2 separate regions of the Delphinus delphis genome follow, and region 1 is linked to region 2. Evidence: chromatin contacts called from public Hi-C data. All regions are on one chromosome and are shown on one strand. Each heading gives the region's core, a stretch centred on a gene start, on an enhancer-like site or on the middle of the called end of the contact. The rest is flanking DNA. Distances are from core to core; before and after follow the strand shown. Region 1 holds the start of NEMF (nuclear export mediator factor). Region 2 holds the start of VCPKMT (valosin containing protein lysine methyltransferase).

Evidence for each region. Hi-C and Micro-C count contacts between places; a contact is called where the count stands out from the background.
Region 1: a contact with region 2 is called in a Hi-C map of lung, with 3 times the contacts expected there. The contact joins the promoter of NEMF here to the promoter of VCPKMT in region 2. A contact is called at or near these places in 3 of 3 Hi-C or Micro-C datasets (lung and muscle).

The regions. Positions count from the first base shown.
Region 1 is chr2:50,792,182-50,796,549 of mDelDel1.2, forward strand. It overlaps NEMF (nuclear export mediator factor), which reads left to right and starts at 2,072. Exons shown (of 32, transcript XM_060004600.1): 1 at 2,072-2,370; 2 at 3,218-3,286; 3 at 3,403-3,505. The coding sequence starts at 2,312. It overlaps LOC132417880 (protein GVQW1-like), which reads right to left and starts at 1,488. Exons shown (of 3, transcript XM_060001734.1): 1 at 1,176-1,488. The coding sequence starts at 1,316.
Region 2 is chr2:50,576,816-50,581,085 of mDelDel1.2, forward strand. It overlaps VCPKMT (valosin containing protein lysine methyltransferase), which reads left to right and starts at 3,005. Exons shown (of 5, transcript XM_060004598.1): 1 at 3,005-3,381; 2 at 3,478-3,577. The coding sequence starts at 3,005. It overlaps SOS2 (SOS Ras/Rho guanine nucleotide exchange factor 2), which reads left to right. Exons shown (of 23, transcript XM_060004596.1): 23 at 767-1,276. The coding sequence ends at 1,276.

The sequences.
Region 1 (4,368 bases), core at 822-3,321, 210 kb after region 2:
ATTTCTACGAGTGGAAAGTAAAATTAATAAATTATATCTTATTCTGAATGAAACTATATTGGTTCCTAATGATTGACCCTTCATCATTGACCACTTCATCTTCTAGAGATCAGTAAACTTCCAAGTATGTGCTCCAGGTCCCTTTCATCTTGGGACTTACAAATGCAGATACCTTGAGCCAAAGTTAAGGAATGATTCAAAATCTCCTGGTGTGGTGTCCAGGAATTTGCTTTGATTATCTCCGTAGTAATCAGTGTATCACACTAAGACTTGAGAATCACAGCCCTAGATGCCCATAAGGCATCCATTAATAATTACCTCTAACTTTTTGGTTGGGACAGATGCCAATGGCACCTGTTTGGATTTCAGATATTCACCTTTATCCTCTCTTTGAAAATTGGAAGATGATTTTCCCATTTCCTGTTGCCTCTTATTTTTCCCACAAGTCCTTAAGTATCCCTGGTTCAGAATTTTTTCAAAGTAGAGAAATTATTCCAAAACCCAGAAATGATAGAATTCAATAGTAAATGATAGAGTTTCTTTATCATTTTTACACTTATCTTCATCTCCTCTCCCCCTTATGTATTTTCTTGCATTTTACTTATGATGTTCATTTTCCTTGACAGAGCAGAAGCAATGTATGGGTTAGTCAAGTGGCTGACTGTCTCAAGTATACCTTAAATTAGTATCCTGCTCCTATCTCATGGGTTTAGGGCCCTAAAGTGGGAGTTTTGATATGAAGTATTTCAGTTTTTGCTTATAAAGAAGCATCTGAGTGTTGTCCCTTTCAATGTGGAGTTTATACATGGGTTGCTTTTATGCAAAGTATTTAGGCATTATTTGGGTAATGCCTTCAGAGCCAACATAAGAACCTTAGCATTGTTTATGTACAGTTAAACCTCTCGCTTTTACTGTTTGCACTACAGTCGACTTGGTTATCAGTCTTCCCTAAACCCTCCAAATGGTTTATTCCATATTTTGAGCTATTCTGCATGATTTTCTGTGCCATATGTCGCATTAATTCTGCGCTGTACCTGCTACAGTAGTCCCCTTAGCATCTACAATTCTGTTTCTTCTGAAATGTCAACCGTGCTCTTTTTACTTAGAGTCGCCATCTGCTGGTGGGAATTCTGCTTGCCACTATTTGTAGCCCATAGGCTCTAGAATCCTCCTACGTCCACATTCCTTGCCGGGCGCGGTGGCGCGTGCCTGTAGTCCCAGCTACTCGGGAGGCTGAGGCAGGAGGATCGCTTGAGTCCAGGAGTTCTGGGCTGTAGTGCGCTATGCCGATCGGGTGTCCGCACTAAGTTCGGCATCAATATGGTGACCTCCCGGGAGCGGGGGACCACCAGGTTGCCTAAAGAGGGGTGAACCGGCCCAGGTCGGAAACGGAGCAGGTCAAAACTCCCGTGCTGATCAGTAGTGGGATCGCGCCTGTGAATAGCCACTGCACTCCAGCCTGGGCAACATAGCGAGACCCCGTCTCTTTTGAGTTCTTATCTTAAAATAGGCTTTCTTCCCACGTATATATCACAACAAAAAGTACCATGTTTACATTCTTGCACGACTGATTTCCCACTGCATCGTGAATTCCTTTGGCGGGGCAATATTGTCTTATTTTTATTTTTAATCTTACTTCACCATTACCTAGCGAAACAATTGAATATTCAGGTTGCCAAGCATTAATGGAGCCCCTATTGTATGCCAGGTACTATGCTGAGCCCAGGGGATCCCAGTACCTAGATTGGATGAGAATCCCACAATACACCACAAAATGCTCTTCGGAGAGCAAGACATCAGAATAGGAACTCCTTTTTGAGGGTTCATTTGCTTTGATCATTGAGGGTAACTGTAGGGTGTATGAAATAGTCCACTTCGTTAAATTTCAACACTGTGCACGTCAGGGAAAGGGGTCGTTGCTCCTGTACGCTGAGTCCCACCTGGGGAAATCCTCCCAGTGCGCTTCTTGTAAATTGTCTTGACCCGCAGGGGTCACTGTGGAGGCTGGCTTGAGTCCCGAAACGCAAGGGAGCAAAGTAACCGGCCTAGTCCATAAGCTTTCCAGGAAGGAATGAAGTTTCAAGAAAATAGTTTGGATCTATTTCGAATTGTTTTGGTACAACGAAAAGGGAGCTGACGACGGACTTGACAGCCGAACGCTGCACAAAAGTGACGAAAAGCAGTTCGCTTCAAGGAATATTGGGTCTTCTGCGCGGCCGTAGATCCGCCAAGTGCGCCTGCGCATAAGAGTAGCAGCGTTGAGTCAGGCCGGCGGTGGAGGAAACTGCGGTAGAGACCCTCAAGCCTCGCCATGAAAACCCGTTTTAGCACCGTTGACCTCCGCGCGGTACTCGCGGAGCTGAATGCCCGGTACTGTATGACGGGTGACCAGGCTCGTGCGGGTGGTGCAGGAGGCAGAGGCCATGGCTCCACCGTGGAAACAAGAACGGCCTTATGTTTCCCCTGGGTCCCCCCGGTCCTGTTCTTCTGTGGACCTGGCTAGGCCTGAGTGGGCGAGCGCGTGACATCTTTCTGTGGCTCTCAGGATACCGGGGGGACCCCGGCGGTCGCGTGCCCCACTCCCCGCTCTCGTGGGCTGCTAGTCTCGCCAGGTCTTGCATCCGGCTTTGGCGGGGCTCTTGGCCTGTCGGCCTGAGTCGCCCGGGTCTGGCAACAAACGTTTAGTAAAAGACGAGACGCCAGGTGGAGGACGCCAGTGTAGTCATTTGCTTCAGAGGTTTCCAGACCAGAGGTTTGGTTTGTTAGACGCTCCTCCTCACCGCAGAGAAAGGCAGCATCGCCTTTTTAGCCGGAGGTAACAGATTTGGCCTGAGGTCTGCATTCTAATCTGCTTTCTGTCATTCAGCTGTGTGAGCTTTGTCATATTTCTCAGGGCCTCGTTTACATATTTTCTTTTATAATTAAGTGGGTTAGATTTTATTGTATTTCCTAAAATATATATTGGATCACTTAAAATACTCAAGGCATAGTATAGTGTTCTAGAGCTGATAGACCACTTTCGTTCTTAAATAGTTACACTCAAGGTTTGGGCTCAATGTCTGATGGCCTTCAGACTGCACACTGGTTGACTCCGTATCTTTAGAGTCAAAGATCCCCCCTTTCGCCATCTCTGCTTTCGCCTACAGCTTTAAATTGTGTGAAGTTTTATGTTTCAAATGGTAGTATGATTTGTTACATGTTTCCTTTCTCTTTGCAGCTTGCTAGGAATGAGAGTAAACAATGTTTACGATGTGGATAATAAGACGTATCTTATTCGTCTTCAAAAGTAAGAGCATTTTATAGGCTTGTTTTATCTTTTGTATAATTAAATATGAGCTTGTTTGTTTTTTTTAACCTGAGTTAATGCTCCCCTAAAAATTTTTTGACTTTTTTCTTTTACAGACCAGACGTTAAAGCTACACTTTTACTTGAATCTGGCATACGAATTCACACGACAGAATTTGAATGGCCTAAGAATATGATGCCGTCTAGTTTTGCCATGAAGGTAAGTTTTAAGTTATACTTGAAGCTAAATTTTATGGCCCTGAGATTGGTCACTAACAATTGAAATTATAAATGGGTTTTTCTTCACTGTTATAAATAAAATAGAGATAAAATAGAGTAGTTGATAGATACTGGTTGAATAAAGGAGATGTTTAACTTCTCCCTTGTACCCTTCATGCCACTTTGTGCGCCACATCTTTATGTTCCCACAGTTACCGTTCTTACTCAAGCTTTTATAATGCTGGACATTATAGCCATTTAACTCTAATACTCTTCTCACTATCAAAACAATTCTGTGTTAGACCGACATTGGTTTTTCTAAAGCATCATTTTCATTAGTTTTCCCACCTTTTATGATTCTCTAATTGCTGAATCCATATCCTATACCCCAGCATTCTTGGCTTTCTGTAATCTGCCCTCCTCCCTCCTTCCCTAGCCTTGTCTTCCACAGCTCACTTTTCAGCTACCAATCTGTATTTTGTTGGAATACTCAGTGACATTAGTATGCTACCAACCATATCTTTTTACTTTTCACTTTTCTTTTTGTTTTTACTATTAAAACTGAGATCCCACATTTGTGGGTGTATTACCCTTTCACTTATTGACACAAGAGATATACTGAAAAGCTCATGATGCAGAGGAAAGACATTAGAGTCAGATATACCTAACTTTGAATTAATGGTATTGCTGCTGAATAATTTTATAACCTGGAAATTTTACTTAATCTCTTGGAACTTGTTTCTTTAAATGTGAAATGTAGATAATGCCTCCCTCATGGGGTTATTGGTGAGGATTAATTGAAGTTACATGTAAAGCACCTAACACAATGCCTGACACATAATAGGGCTCCATATGTATTAATTT
Region 2 (4,270 bases), core at 1,755-4,254:
CCATTATGGCTTTTAAATATTTAGGTTGTTTTATTTAGAAAAATACCTTAAATAATTGTTTAATCCTCATAATAATTTTTCTAAAAAAAGAGGCTGGGCAGATTCACAGATGCTCAGAAGTACTTTTATTTCTGGTGGAGATGGAAAGAACTGTAGTATTCAAACCATTCTCCAAACTTTCAACTGGTGCTTCTCAAACTTTAGGTTGCGTCAGAAGCACCTGGAAGGCTTGTTAAAACCAGATGGCCAGAGTTTCTGATTCAGTAGGTCTGGGGTGGAGCCCACGAATTTGCATTTCTAACGAGTTCCCTACTAGTGTTGATGTTGCTGATCCCTGGATCACACTTTGAGAACCACCACTGAGCTTCACTAGGGATAGTAGAAGTAAATGGCCAAAAAGCAGAAGCTGGATATTAAGTCCTCTTGTCCTTTCGTGTCCTTTCATGTTTACAAAGCTATATATTCTTTTTACTCACTTGCCCATTATTATAAATAAAACCATATATTTATAAACTGTATATATAAGGCAAGATAATCTGAGGCTTTATAAGATTTCAATTAAAACATCTCATATATCAAAATATTAAACTGGGCCCTGAGTGAAACTGGGAGTAATTTACTCATAAATCTGATCATTAAACCAGATTAACCTGTTTTGAGGCTCTGGATTTAACTTAACACATAAGAATTCTTTAGTCTTTTTAAAACTTTTTCTTACAGATTTTTCAGGAGAACAGAGGTATAATTTAATCTTTTTGTTTTTGAGGGAACTATGAAATCTGATGATGACCCCCCTGCTATTCCGCCAAGACAGCCTCCTCCTCCAAAGGTAAAACCCAGAGTTCCTGCTCCTTCTGGTGCATTTGACGGGCCTCTGCATAGTCCACCACCGCCGCCGCCGAGAGATCCTCTTCCCGATACCCCTCCACCAGTTCCCCTTCGGCCTCCAGAACACTTTATAAACTGTCCGTTTACTCTTCAGCCACCTCCACTGGGACATCTTCACAGAGATCCAGACTGGTTCAGAGACGTTAGTACGTGTCCAAATTCTCCAAACACTCCTCCTAGCACACCCTCTCCAAGGGTACCACGTCGATGCTACGTGCTCAGTTCTAGTCAGAATAATCTTGCTCATCCTCAAGCTCCCCCTGTTCCACCAAGGCAGAATTCAAGCCCTCACCTACCAAAACTGCCACCAAAGACTTACAAACGGGAGCTTTCGCACCCCCCATTGTATAGACTGCCTTTGCTAGAAAATGCAGAAACTCCTCAATGACCCTAGCCATATGTAGTCATTGACACTGGAATGGTATTTGTAAAGTTTTTTTTTAATTTATTCAAAAAAGGCATAGTATTTTAGTACTTTTTAAAAATAATGCTCTTACAAAAATGCTACTGATCAAATAAGCTTTTAAAAATTGGAAAAATAAAAATACAGAAGTCCTTTACCATTATCCTCAGGTGATCAGTAGCATTGCCTTGTCTTGGATCCTCAGTGCTGCCCAAAGGCCAGTATAAAGAATTTATATTTGCACTGTAGACTCTGCTAAAATATGGTTTAAAGTGACATTGATTGCACTGAAGGGGGATAGTGCATTTGTGGAATTTTTCAAATTTGAGTAACAGATGACTTTTTAAGGCAGTGAATTTATACACATATAGGGGGTGCGTGGTGATACTGAGTTTTAAGCCTCTTTGACCATCTTCTAGTTTTTACATTTAGGAAGATCGTGAATAACACCCACTGTTCTTAAACTCTTTAATGCCATGTCTTAAAAGCCAGAATTTGCTGCTGAAGACAAAAGTGAAAAATAGAACGAAAATAATAGAATGCACTGTTTATTGTTTTGTCGAAATGTAAACAGACTACCTAACCCAATCATAGAGGAAAAAAGGGCATATATCTTATACAGATGTGCCTTTTTGTTTTTGCAGACTATGGTGTCTTTAGCTAACGAGTTGCCTATTATTTTGGAAAACAAAGTTAATATGCCATACATGTACAGTTTTGTTTATATTGTACATTTAAAGATAATGCTAATAACCTATATAAATTTATGTGACTCAAGGCCTATAATACAGTCTGCTACTTTACTAATTCATAAAGCTGGAGGATAAGTTTCTTATGGCATAGGAACCAACTGCATTGCCTTCAAAACCAAGTAACTTTCTCTATAAATCTCGTGTTAACTAAAAATTTTTGAAGTATTTTTTTAGATTGGTAATATTTAAACCAGCAGACACTTAAAGCTTTATTAAACTTTTTAATCAGAGACGTGATTAAAACTTTTATTTGCCATTTGTACTCCTTCGTTCTAAGTGATGAAAAAGCGTGTTTTCCTCTTAGTGCCGTAGCAGCAGTTGTAAAGTAGCCAAAAGCCACATTGTTTATTTACTGGTCTGTGGCCTTTTACTGTGCTTTGTATCAGAGTTCCTAACAAGATTAATAAATCACCCCAGTCTTAATTTTTAAAAGACGTTTAAAATATGTGTTTTCATTATAAGGAACAAGGGGGTAAGATTGTTGAGTTCTGTAGAAGTAATATATACACACATTTTCAATAATTTGTGCATTTTAAGTTCCATAATCCCAAAGAATTTAAGTGATGTAAACTTCAGAGGGATAACTTTTCCTTCACCGTTAAACGCAGTCACAAGCTTCTTGCAACCATTTTTACGCATTCTGAAGAAAAATTAGGAGCATGTTAGGAATTCTCTGTAAGCAGGATTATAGCCATCCTTGGTAGGATCTTGGAAGCTGCCTTGATTTAAGGCCAGTAATAAAAAAAAAAAAAAAAAAAACAGTGTGAATCAACCTCCAACTAGATAAAAACACTCAGGTTGGCTTTGTCCGGAAAAGTAATTTCAACTGCCCGTTCGTTGAGGCAGACTTGTAATTTAGGGGAGAACAAGGCAGTTCCGCGCGCAGGGTAAGCCTTGGCCTGCGGCTGGGCCACGCCGGTGGAACGTCGCCTTCCGGTCTTTGTGTCTTCGCGCACGCGCTATGGCGCCAACTCCGCCTCCTGGAGGCGCCGGGCCCCTTGCAAGGCGGGGCCCGGGGCGGTCTTGTGGGTGTGACGTCACTGCGCTCGATACTCAGTGTTGCCGGGCGGCGATGGCGGCTTCCCTGGAGTCCTCCGGGGAGGAGCAACTGCGGAACTTTGTGCGAGTTTTGGAGAAGCGAGATGGCACGGTGTTACGACTACAGCAGTACGGCTCCGGCGGCGTGGGTTGCGTTGTTTGGGACGCTGCCATCGTCCTTTCTAAATACCTGGAAACGCCCGGGTTTTCCGGCGATGGGGCCCACGCGCTGAGCCGGCGGTCGGTGCTGGAGCTGGGCTCTGGCACCGGGGCCGTGGGGCTCATGGCTGCTACCCTCGGGTAAGAGCTTGGCGGGAGGGGACGCCGCTTTTCGGGAAACCCCGGTTACTGGCTTCCCATCCTTGTGCCTACACCTCAGTCACCGTTATTTTATAGGGCAGATGTCATAGTCACCGACCTAGAGGAATTGCAAGACTTGCTGAAGATGAATATTAATATGAACAAGCATCTTGTCACTGGTTCTGTTCAAGCCAAGGTACTGAAATGGTTTGTATGGCCTTTCAGCTTGTTTTAAGATAACTGTAGTTTGCTTTAAATTGTGTTACACTAAAAGCATGGTTAATACGAAGGGGACTTTCTGGGTCTTGTTTGTAAAACAGGAATATTTTAAATTAGTGAAACAACAGTTTAAAATATTGGTTGACATTTTTAAGGGGGGAAGAAATAGAAGACTTTCCTTCTCCTCCAGACTACATCCTGATGGCCGACTGCATATACTATGAAGAGGTGAGTATTTAATAGTGAAGGCTCTTCCTTTAGAAGATTTAAACCGTATTTGGTGGATTCTAAAGCACGCATTTCTTCGCATTTTAACATCTCTGAATGCAGGATATTTGTTCCATAGTTGATGACACAGTAAAGAGAAAATAAAGGTCACCAGGAACTACATATATATACACTCATGATTAACATAGAGGTCCATGAAGCATATCGAGAAAAGTGTTATGTGCATTTTGCGAGAGGTGTCTGTAAAATTTTTAAAGGATTTTGCCATTTGGATCTCCTGTAAAAGACTAAGATTTCTTTTTTTTTTTTTTAGTTATTCCTAGTGAATGTGTTAATCATGACATTAATAATTAAGTTGCATCGTAAAGAATTCATTGTTCTGTGGCAAGATTTATTATATTTATATAATGATTTTTTTTAGAATATCAGTTTGTGTAGTGTT